2 separate regions of the Mus musculus genome follow, and region 2 is linked to region 1. Evidence: chromatin contacts called from public promoter capture Hi-C data. All regions are on one chromosome and are shown on one strand. Each heading gives the region's core, a stretch centred on a gene start, on an enhancer-like site or on the middle of the called end of the contact. The rest is flanking DNA. Distances are from core to core; before and after follow the strand shown. Region 1 holds the start of Lrrn4cl (LRRN4 C-terminal like). Region 2 holds the start of Rom1 (rod outer segment membrane protein 1).

The links. Promoter capture Hi-C pulls out the DNA fragments that hold promoters and counts their contacts.
Region 2: a promoter capture Hi-C map of liver shows a contact between it and region 1. The contact joins the promoter of Rom1 here to the promoter of Lrrn4cl in region 1. A contact is called at or near these places in 21 of 39 promoter capture datasets (the 3T3-L1 cell line, 3T3-L1-derived adipocytes, the C10 cell line and 14 more), 1 of 15 datasets of contacts at CTCF or cohesin (the NIH/3T3 cell line), 21 of 484 Hi-C or Micro-C datasets (the AML12 cell line, B cells, the G1E-ER4 cell line and 14 more), 11 of 115 datasets of contacts at active chromatin or transcription factors (the SCID.adh cell line, bone marrow-derived dendritic cells, bone marrow-derived macrophages and 6 more) and 4 of 9 other capture datasets (adipose tissue, liver, macrophages and 1 more).

The regions. Positions count from the first base shown.
Region 1 is chr19:8,847,204-8,853,010 of GRCm38.p6, forward strand. It overlaps Lrrn4cl (LRRN4 C-terminal like), which reads left to right and starts at 3,565. Exons shown (of 2, transcript NM_001013019.3): 1 at 3,565-3,909; 2 at 4,452-5,807. The coding sequence starts at 4,457. The coding sequence ends at 5,176. It overlaps Bscl2 (Berardinelli-Seip congenital lipodystrophy 2 (seipin)), which reads left to right. Exons shown (of 12, transcript NM_001136064.3): 8 at 203-344; 9 at 464-530; 10 at 711-779; 11 at 878-958; 12 at 1,261-1,480. The coding sequence ends at 1,382.
Region 2 is chr19:8,927,061-8,932,378 of GRCm38.p6, forward strand. Rom1 (rod outer segment membrane protein 1) reads right to left here and starts at 2,296. Exons shown (of 3, transcript NM_009073.4): 1 at 1,524-2,296; 2 at 918-1,164; 3 at 322-827. The coding sequence starts at 2,113. The coding sequence ends at 609. It overlaps Eml3 (echinoderm microtubule associated protein like 3), which reads left to right and starts at 2,634. Exons shown (of 22, transcript NM_144872.1): 1 at 2,634-2,892; 2 at 3,739-3,910; 3 at 3,984-4,244; 4 at 4,330-4,443. The coding sequence starts at 2,871. B3gat3 (beta-1,3-glucuronyltransferase 3 (glucuronosyltransferase I)) reads left to right here. Exons shown (of 5, transcript NM_024256.2): 5 at 1-176.

The sequences.
Region 1 (5,807 bases), core at 2,315-4,814:
CTGAGATGGCCTGGAATCCTTGGCCTTTATTAGAACCTGGTGCAGGGTGGTCTGGAACCTGGGCAGGGGAGTGGGTGCCACAGTGGCAGAAGGCAGCTCCAGCCATCCTCACTCAGGCTGTCCTACAAATCTTCTTGGAGTGATAGTGTCGAGTGCTATCCAGTAACCGCTGTTCCCTTCCTGACCCTGTTTCTCACCTCAGGTACCTGCTGTACAACTTCCCCATGACCTGCGCCTTCGTGGGTGTGGCCAGCAACTTCACGTTCCTCAGCGTCATCGTGCTCTTCAGCTATATGCAGTGGGTGTGGGGTGCTGTCTGGCCCCGCCACCGCTTCTCTCTGCAGGTCTCAAGGGGCAAAGGCCCCGTTTTTCTTCCCTTGGTGGTCAGGGGCATGTTAGGGCTAGGGTATGATTGCTGCGGAGGGGAGTCAGGCCTCACTGCTCAGTGGTTACTGCTCCACAGGTTAATATCCGACAAAGGGATAACTCACACCACGGGGCCCCGCGTCGGATCTCGCGCCATCAGCCAGGTAACCTGGTTGGTTGACAGTATCCTTGAAGGGTAGGCTGGCTGGGTTAGAGGGTTGGCCTGCCTCCACTATGAAGTATGCAGTACTCTGGAACTAAGGATTCGAGGAAGAGGTAGAGTTGGCACTGCAAGCCAAGGATAACCACTGACCCTAGCTGTCCTCTGTTTGTGGAACCTGAAGGTCAGGAATCTACCCAGCAGTCGGATGTGACGGAGGATGGTGAGAGCCCTGAAGATCCCTCAGGAACAGGTATGTTCAGTTCCTCTTCCTCGCTCCTCATCCCCAGCACTCACCTGCAGTGCCTGGCTCTCACCTTCTGTCTCACCTCTGTTTCCCTTTGGCTGAAGAGGGCCAGCTGTCTGAGGAAGAGAAACCAGAGAAGCGGCCCCTGAATGGAGAGGAGGAGCAAGAGCCAGAGGCTAGTGATGGTGAGGGCACTGTGTGATGGGGAGGGCACTGTGTGATGGGGAGGGCACTGTGTGATGGGGAGGGCACTGTGTGATGGGGAGGGTACTGTGTGATGGGGAGGGCACTGTGTGATGGGGAGGGCACTGTGTGATGGGGAGGGCACTGTGTGATGGGGAGGGCACTGTGTGATGGGGAGGGCACTGTGTGATGGGGTGATGGTGGTGGGGATGTGTGATGGAGTGATGGTGGTGGGGATGCTATCCCACCCCTCCTAGCCTGTCTCACTCACATTTTGTTTGGCCCTTTTCTGGCTCTGCTTCAGGCTCCTGGGAAGATGCAGCTTTGCTGACAGAGGCCAACCCACCTACCTCTGCCTCAGCATCTGCCCTTGCCCCTGAGACTCTGGGTAGCCTCAGGCAACGCCCGACCTGCTCCAGTTCCTGAACAAAGGGTGAATTCCTCACATTCCAGCGCTTTCCCATCATACACCTTTTCCCTTGCTCCCTTAATAAACTATTTTGTGGCAGCTGCTTGTGTGGACATCCGAGGACATATTTTAGAGTCAGTTCTCTCCATCCACCACCATGTGGGTTCCGCAGAGTCAAACTTGGGTCATGGAAGATTTTGTTTTATGTATCTCTGTATGAACCTACATAAACATATGCACCACATGTGTGCAAATGCCCGTAAGGTCAGAAGAGGGTAGATCCCCAGAGGCTGGAGTTATAGAGAGTTATGAGCTACCATATCGAAGCTGGGAACCAAACCTATATCTGCTGTAAGACCAGGAAACTCTCTTAACCACTGGGCCATCATTCCAGCCCTGGGTATCAGTTTTTTATTATTTGTTTTTATATCTGTGTATGTGTGCTGCTTCTCTGGATGTATGGACATGTGGGTTGCTAAGAGAGAGGTAGAAGAGGATGTCAGATCCCCTGGAGCTGGAGTTACAGGTGTCTGTGAGCCTCCCCACATGAGTGCTGGGATCTGAACTGTACTCTCTGAGAACAGCCAGCAAGCACTCTTAACTACTCAGACATCTCTTTAGCCCCCCAGTGTGTTCCCATTTTAAGTGTTTTATTTTTTATTCTGTGCATGTGAGTTTGGGTACCACTGGAGGCTGGAAGGGGGCATTTAATCTCCCAGAACTGCAGATACATGGCTGTGAATAAGCCACTGTCTTAGGGTTCTATTGCTGTGATAAAACACCACAACCAAAAAGCAAGTTGGGGAGAAAAGGGTTTATTTGGCTTACACTTCCATATTGCTGTTCATCAAAGGAAATTAGGTCAGCAACCTGGGGGCAGGAGCTGATGCAGAGCCCATGGAGGGGTGCTGTTCCACTTAGCTTGCTCAGCCTGCTTTCTTATAGAACCAAAGATGACCAGCCCAGGGATGCCCCCATCCATGATGGGCTGGGCCCTCCACCACCAATCTCTAGTTAAGAAAATACCTTACAGCCAGATGTTGTGGAGCTTGTCTCAAGATTTCTCCCTTTTAGATGACTAGTTTGTGTGTCAACTTGACATAAGACCAGCCCACACAGCCACCATCTAGTGCTAAGATTTGAAATTGGAAGACTGGCCAATACTCTTTTTTTTTTTTTTTTTAAATATATAAGCCCACGGGGCCATTTTTTTTAAATTTTATTATTATATGTAAGTACACTGTAGCTGTCTTCAGACACACCAGAAGAGGGAGTCAGATCTTGTTACGGATGGCTGTGAGCCACCATGTGGTTGCTGGGATTCGAACTCTGGACCTTCGGAAGAGCAGTCGGGTGCTCTTACCCACTGAGCCATCTCACCAGCCCCCTGGCCAATACTCTTAACTACTAAGCCATCTCTCTAGCCCTGTACTGCTTTTGTTTTGTTTTGTTTTGTTTTGAAGATAGGGTTTCTCTGTGTAGCCTTGGCTGTCCTGAAACTCACTTTGTAGACCAGGCTGGCCTCGAACTCAGAAATCCGCCTGCCTCTGCCTCCCGAGTACTGGGATTAAAGGCATGAGCCATCACGCCAGGCTGTTTTCTTCCTTTTTTATTATTAAGTTTTAAACATTCTTAGAGGCTGGCCTCAAACCTTTAGCAACTCTTCTGCCACAGATCCCAAGTACTGAATTACAAGCGTTATGGCTTTGGCTTATTTTCTGAGGTAGGGTCTCACTATGTTACGCAGGCTGTTTCCTAGTGATCGTCCTCAGCCTCCCTAGTGCTAAGAAATTCAGGCATGCACCACCACACTCAATGTAGCTCTTTCCGTCCATAACCTGGGGAAGAAACCCTGTCCTGGCCAGTAAGAGGCATCCTGCTCTAGCATGTGATTCTCATCTCCCTCAGGGGAGGGGGTCAGAGGAGGGCGTGCCCGGAGAGCATCACTCTGGACTTTACACCCCTCCCTTTTCTGTCCATTGGGAGGCAGAAGACAGGAAATGACTGCCATGAACGCGGAAGGATTTTTACCAAAACAGCTTTTTGTAATTTAGGCCCCAAGCCATCCACAGATGTTTTCCTGTCTGATACCAGCCAGGTGCCCTCCCTCCCTCCCTCCTCCGATAATACTCCTCTCCCCATCCTTTCACATGACTGCAGCCTTTGGATTCTCAGTTCCTGGCTGCTTTCCACATTTCATTCCTCTGTCAGAACCCAGGCATCCTGGCCTCCAGCTGAAACCGCTGCATGTGGCTTCCCCTCTCCCTGGCCCCGTGACTCAGTCCCTCTGAGGGAACCAGCCCTCTTCTTGGCACACAGGGGCTAGGTGATGACATCAGAGTTGAGGAGTATAAAAGTTCTCAACCAAAATAGAATTGAAGATACAACCTGACAGTGGCCTCTCCGCCTGATAGCCACGGATATCTGGGGGCAAACCCTCACTGTGACGAGGCCTACCCACTGGTGAGGGGCTACTGTGGGTCCCGGGAAGAGGGTGCACAGAGAGAAGTCTGAATTGCCTGAGCGGGATTTGTACAAATGCAGGTAGGGAGGGAGGACTCCAGTGCCCACCGCCGCCCTTTCTTCCTTCATCTCCTGCCTTCTCTCTGGATTTTTGTAAATCTTACTAAGCATTGCTCTAGATTGGTTATTTCTCAGGATGGCTGTGGACTCAGTCCACCTTTCTTCCCCAAACTGAATAAATCCTTTCCTCTACCTCTTTCCCCAGCACTTTTGTTTATCCATTAGATGCCTGCTTCTAGCACTTTGCACGGTGCTTCCCAAACATCTCTCTCTCCTGTGGGGCCGTATTTCATTATTTTTATCCCAAACAAAGCAGTCATTTGTGATGTTAATAATTCTAATGATTTGGAGGTGTAGACAGAGTTGAAGGGCAGCCTTAGACCAGCCAAAAATCCAGAACACTGGCTTCTGAAAAGCCAGTTGACAATGACTGTATGTCTCAGCCCACCTCTTTCGGTCTTGATTCTATGTTGTACTTTTCACATAGTGTACTTTTCACATACTTCACATAGCCCTGGAAGACAGGGCTGACAGCATTTACCCATTCACTCTTTCTCTTCCAGACTCCATGTTGGGCTCTCTTTCCCTTCTGTGGCTGGCAGCCATGACCACCTCCTTGGTTTCCCAACCTCAGATCTTGACCCTGGAAGACTACCAGGAAGGGGAAGAGGATGATGTGACAGTAGCTACACCTTCCTTAGCTGTCCGTTGCGACTATGACCGTTGCCGCCACCTGCAGGTGTCCTGCCAGGAGCTGCAGAAGGTTGGGCCAGTAGCCTGCCTGTGCCCAGGGCTCTCCAGGGAAGATCAACAGCCAGAGCCTCCTCGCCTGGGAGAAGTGCAAATAATGGCTGAAGAAGGCTACGCAGTGGTTCACTGGTGTGCTCCCTTCTCTCCAGTCAGCCACTACTGGCTTCTGCTTTGGGAAAGCAACGGGGCTCCACAGAAGAGTGCCCCTCTCAATGCTACAGTTCGAAGAGCAGAGCTGAAGGGACTAAAGCCTGGGGTTGCTTATGTCCTTTGCGTGGTGGCTGCTAATGACGCAGGTGAGAGCAATGTTCCTGGGGCAGAAGTCGAGGGTCCTGAGAACTGGACTGGCCCTTCCTTTGGGCCCTGTCGCAAGTTTATCATGCCGCCTAAGCCTGTTACCCTGGTCTATGCAGCCGTGGGAGTGGGCACAGCCTTAGCTCTGCTGAGCTGTGCAGCCCTGGTTTGGCATTTCTGCCTTCGTGAGCGATGGGGTTGCCCCCGACGTCAAGGTATGGCCCAAGCGTCAGAAGCTCTCTGACAGGAGTCCCCTCGACTACAAACAACTCATCTGGAGAGCCCAACCCACTCCCAGGAGGAGTGTGGGGCTTGTTGCCACCTGGCAACCAGAGGCACAGCCAAGCCAGAGCGGAAGCCCAGGCAATTAGCCTCAGCACTGAGGGCTTGGTTAGTCCCTAACTGGTCACTATGTTCCTTCCCTGTTGGGGGTTAGAAAAAGTAGCAATTATTCCTTGGAGGTCTGATGAAAATGATTTAAGCTTTATGGGTTTGAAGGGGTAAAATTACAGACATTATACATGAACTTATATATAGCCAGTTAAAATGGAGCTATTTAAAGGCCTGGCATGGTGGTTTACAATTTTAGTCTCCAGCACCCTGGAAGCAGAGGCAGGCGGATCTGAGTTTCCAAAGCAGCCTGATCTACATAGAAAGATTCCAGGCCAACCCAGATAATATAGTGAGACCCTGTCTCAAAAAGAGTAAAACAGAAGCAAAACAAACAAAAGGTGGGGCGGGATAGAGAGATTGTTCAGCAGTTAAGAATACTGGCTATTTTTCCAGAGGACAGAATTTTATTCCTAGCATCCACATGGCAGCTCACAACCATCTGTAATTCCATTTCCAGGAGATCCAGTGTCTAATTCTGACCT
Region 2 (5,318 bases), core at 1,046-3,545, 79 kb after region 1:
CAGCCCCATCTGGGGCGGAGCAGGACAGATGGACTCAGAAAGGAGGGTAGCTGTGGGAAAAGGGTAACTTATTGGGGACAAGCATGCAGTGGGGGGCTAGAGGAGCTGGGCTGGACCCTCCCCACCTGAGCATGCGATCCCCTTCCTACCTCTAGAATAAAGAATCTCAACCCGGAGGGGCTTCATGGTTTCCTTCATTTGGCAGACCTACCCAAGAGATCAGGTACATGTTCTTACATAGGCTGGGTTCCTCCTCTGCAGAGTCTTTCAGGCTCCCAGCCAAGAGAGAGAGACAGAGACAGAGAGAGGAAGAGAGCGGGAGAACAGTGATTTCTGTCCACAAACTTTATTGTAGAATCTGGATGCTAGAAACATTCTCTAGTCCTTTGGTTGTCACTTCCCTGTCGCCCTCATCTGTTCTCAACCTTGGTGGTTTCCAACGAGACAGCTGGGTTCCAGGACACCTGGACTTCTCATTCCAGCCCAGCTCCGCTTGCTCTTAACTCCTATAACCCCAGGGACCTTTCCTTCCCTGAGTCTGAGTAACGAATTGTAAGTTTTCCACATTTGTCCATCTTTCCCCTTCCCACCCCCACCTCTTCAGGTTTCTAGGCCTCAGCTAGAACTTCCTTGGGAGGTTCTTCATCTGGTGGGGCCTCCTCAGGTGCTGGCTTGTGGGCAAGCCCTCCCTGTAGCCATGCAGTTTTCAGTATGTCTTTCAGCCCACCAGGAAAAAGATAGCCCTGGGCCTCTCCTTCCCCATCAATGACTCCTCCAAGGCCCTCCAGCGCTGTCTGCAAATACCGCAAACCAAGGAGCACTAGAATCTGTGGGGGGAAGCAAGTGCAAAGGGTGATTGTCAGTGGGTTTGGGGTCACAGAGCTGAAAGTAGGAGTCAGGGCCCTTAGCTGACTAACCTGCAGCAATAAGGTGACAGCCAGAATACTTCCCAGTGTGCCTGATAAACCCTGCAGGTGTTCCAGCAGCACTTCATGGCACCCTTGGGCCCAGAGGTTTAGGTTGGGCTGCCGAGGATCGAAGAGTGGATGGGCATAGGGGTCCGAGAGTTGGCTTTGCAGGCAAGGCCGGGGTGAGTGGGGATTACAACAGGAGAAGGGGACGCCATCAATCAGATATAAGCCTTCCACATTGCTCTGGATCCGGCTGCAAAGGCATAGACAAGATAGTCATGAGGCGGCAGAGAGGAGCATCTGAGAGCAGGGGCAGTTGAGAACAATGATTATACAACATTTACTGAGTTCTTCACTATTCAAGCTTGCATAATTCATTTATCTCCACAACTCTGTAAGATAGGAGTCTGTCTGGAAGATAAAGACGGGCATAGTTATCTCCATTTTACAGATGAGGAATGGGCCCACAGCGGTTTAGCAACATGCCCTGGGCTGATAAATAGAATTATAACCCAGCCTCTCAGCCACCGTGCTCTATTTATCGCACGTCCAGGTAAGAATCTCAAGGCTAAGGAGGAAGAGGAAGACAAAAGAAGCAAATCAGTCACTTACTCAACTACATCTTGGTCACTGGGGTCCAAGTAACGGTTGCTGACCCACTGAACACCAAACCAATCCTTGTAGCCATGGCGCCCGCAGCAATGGTACCTCAACTGCAACTCATCCATCAGACGTTTGGCCTGACAGCGTCCAGGCACCTCTGTGTCCTTGTAGTGAGCCAAGGCAGCCTCCAGGCCCTCCTCCAGTCCCTGGTTGAGACTTACTGGCAAAGCCAGGGCTAGCCCCAGGGCAAGGGTCAGCAGCCCCCCACCTGCAGCTGTGCCAACCGCTAGCAGTGGAGTCAAGACCCCTCTCCAGGGGGGGTATTGAGCTGCATCCAGACTTGCCCGGCTGGCTCCTGCGCCTCCTAGCCCTGTGCCTAGAGCCACCGTTCCCGCTGCCAGGGCAGTCTGGGGCAGAGCAGGGAATGAACAAGAGGGTGCCAGGAAGGTGCCAAGGTGCCCCAGCTGTACCAGAAGGTGCCCGCTACAAAGGAGGGTGAGGCCACCGACCAATGCCAGCAGCCAGGAGAGGAGCCAGATGCCCTGTGCCAAACGGATACGGGGTTGGAGGGGCAGCACCACGGGCAGCACCGGCGCCATCTCCCATCTCTGCCCAAGGGAGTGAGAAGCCGTCGGGGCTTGGGGTTGGCTAGGGCAGGCAGGATGCTGAGTCAGCCCAGCCTGGCTTCAACAGGGCTAATGCCACCCTGACCCCAATACCCTGGACATCCTTCCACTCTAGCCTTAATAACCCTCTGCAGGCTCCGATTCAGGATGCTTCTTAGCCTTGCCCTTTAGGAAAGGCCCCGCCCCCGGGCTTAAGGCCCATTTCGTGACCCCGCCCTGCCCTTTCGCGGAAGTGAGTTTGGTACGCTGGGCTTCAGGCTTAAGAGACCCAGATCTCAAGCTCTACGTCCCCTCCCAGGTCCTCTGGGAGCCTGCGGGCCGGAAGCCGGGCAAGAGCCTGGCGGGGTGAAGGGTCAGCCGTGTGTCCCCGCCTCCGGCCTGAGCCTCGGGTCCCGGACAGGGAAGGGTTACCTGGCGGCCCGCCCCCCCCCTCCGGCCCGCCTCCCTCCCGCGCTTGCTGGCGACTCCGTGTCCCGCGCCTGTTTGTGCTGCAGCGCAGGGGCTCCGGACGGCCCGTCACCGCACCCCGGGAGCCTAACCCCGAGAGAGTAAAAGAACCGGTTCCACAGCGCCCCCCTCTAACTCCTGACCCCCACGCTCGTCAGCGCCCCCGAGGGGTGGCACGGCTCCCCTCCGCGCGCGCTCGAGTGCTTCCTTCCCCTCTCCCTAGCCATGGCCCCCGCGGCTTAGACGCCTCCGACGACGCTGCTCGGAGCAACGCGGGGGCCGGATGGACGGGGCTGCGGGGCCCGGTGAGTACGGGGCGGGGCGGCCGGCGTGGCCTGGATTCCCTGAGCGCCAGCCGGACGGGCACTGCTAGTGCTGGACCGCTGTCTAGTGGCGTGCTCGCGTGCTCCTGCGCCTCGGGGGCTCTGAGCATCCTCCTCAGTTCTTCAGGTCGTCCAATTCTAGTTCCTAGGAACCCGCTACAGTCATTTTGGACTTCCTTAATGCCATTCTACTCCTTGGTTCCCTGTGCCCCTCTGAGTTTCCCTGACCACTGTGTCACACTGGGCCTCTTCCCCGGGAATTCCGGGTCTTCTTATTTCGGACTTCTACCCTTACCTTGGGATGTACACTGTAACAGCTCTCCACTGATATGCTGTACAGTCACCGGATTGTGTGCCTTACACCCCGGCCTCTCAGTCTGACTTTACTGTCCAGTTCACTTTCCTGTGTCTCTAGCTTGTTGGCTGTGTTTGCATTTGTAGAGACTTGCGCTTGCTGGTGGGGTGAGAGGGCTGCGTGCGGTTCCACACCAGTATTGCTCCTGTGTCTCTCTCTGGCTCCCACGTACCTCGGCAGTATTCCATGTTTCCCCCCCCCCTGGTATTCCATAATACTTTGTCTCTGTGGAGGCTGAGACAGCAGCAGGAAGAGTTTTGCCAGGCTCATTGCCTGTCCTGCTAGGAGGAGGCACTTTGGCCCCCTACCATCTCTGTCCACCTCCTCGCCGCTGGATGAGCTTTCGAGTTTTAGACTACTCGAAAGGGTTAGCTCTATTGAATGGTTGCATTGTAACATTGGGTGGGAGGACAAAACCAGCTCTGCCCTCCAGGTAGTGGCACTTTTCTGAGTGCTTCTTGCCCCTTTCCCAGGTGAGGGCCCTGCTCATGAGACCCTGCAGACCCTGAGCCAGCGACTTCGGGTGCAGGAAGAAGAGATGGAACTGGTAAAAGCGGCTTTAGCAGAAGCCCTTCGCCTGCTGCGGCTGCATGGCTCCACCACAACCCTGCAGGGCTCTGGCATATCAGCCCCGACAAGGAACAGGTATATATGCTAGCACACTCATTCTGCCTTCCTGGGAACTTTGGGGCATCAGGTTAATTTGCTGTCTCCTCAGCAGCATCACAGTCCCTCCAGGACTGCCACCTACATGCAGCCCTTCCTTGGTGACCAGAGGCACCCAAACGGAAGAAGAATTGGAGATTGTTCCATCCTCTGGACCCCCTGGCCTGAGCAATGGTCCTCCAGCTCTTCAGGGGGGCAGTGAAGAACCTAGTGGGACCCAGTCTGAAGGAGGGTGCAGCAGCAGCAGTGGGGCAGGCTCCCCTGGCCCCCCAGGAATCCTCAGGCCGGTGCAGCCTCTTCAGCGTTCTGACACGTAGGTATCCTGTGGTGGTAGCTAGGATGGATGGGAAATCTGAGAAACAGGCTTGATTTTTCACTTTTTCATTCTGTCCCACCAGGCCCCGAAGAAATTCTTCCTCCTCCTCCTCCCCCTCAGAGCGGCCCAGGCAGAAACTCTCCAGGAAGGCAGCTTCCTCAGCTAACCTGCTATTGCGGTCAGGGAGCACAGAGAGGTGGGTAAGCCTCACCTTCCTCCTTTAACTTGCTGTATCCCAGGCTTAGCTTCTTGACTTTCTCCATTCCTGGGTGGGGTAGGTGACCTCATTACCCAACAGGAAGAAAGAAACAAAGCATTCCTTGGGACTCCTGCAATGTTTGGGGCCCTGTGCTGCAGCTCTCCTCCATGTCATTCAGGCCCTGTAACATCTTTGGTGACTAGGTGGTCTCTCATGTTTTCTGTTGCACAGGTGAAGCAGGCTCAGAGAGGGCAGTCAGTTGCCTCAGGTCACAGAGTCAAGCTCTGGACCCGATTTTTCCTGATTCTGGTTCTGCTGACATTTTCATACCACAACATACCTTCCAAAATTCTAGGAGCTAAAAGCTCTGATGACAGTTTATTTAGTTAGTTAAGACAGGGTCTCATCACAGTCAGCTATTGGATGGATCACAGGGCCCCCAATGGAGGAGCTAGAGTAAGTACCCAAGGAGCTAAAGGGATCTGCAACCCTATAGTTGGAACAACATTATGAACTAACCAGTACCCCGGAGCTCTTGACTCTAGCTGCATATGTATCAAAAGATGGCCTAGTCGGCCATCACTGGAAAGAGAGGCCCATTGGACTTGCTAACTTTATATGCCCCAGTACAGGGGAACGCCAGGGCCAAAAAGTGGGAGTGGGTGGGTAGGGGAGGGCGGGGGAGGGTATGGGGGACTTTTGGGATAGCATTGGAAATGTAAATGAGGAAAATACCTAATAAAAGATATTAAAAAAAAAAAAAAGGACAGGGTCTCAGGTATGATAGTCCTTTCTTGGCCTCCAGAGTGTTGGGAAGATACCTAGCAGCTCTGGTGATCTTTCCCAGTGGCTATCCTCAGAGTTTCAGCCAA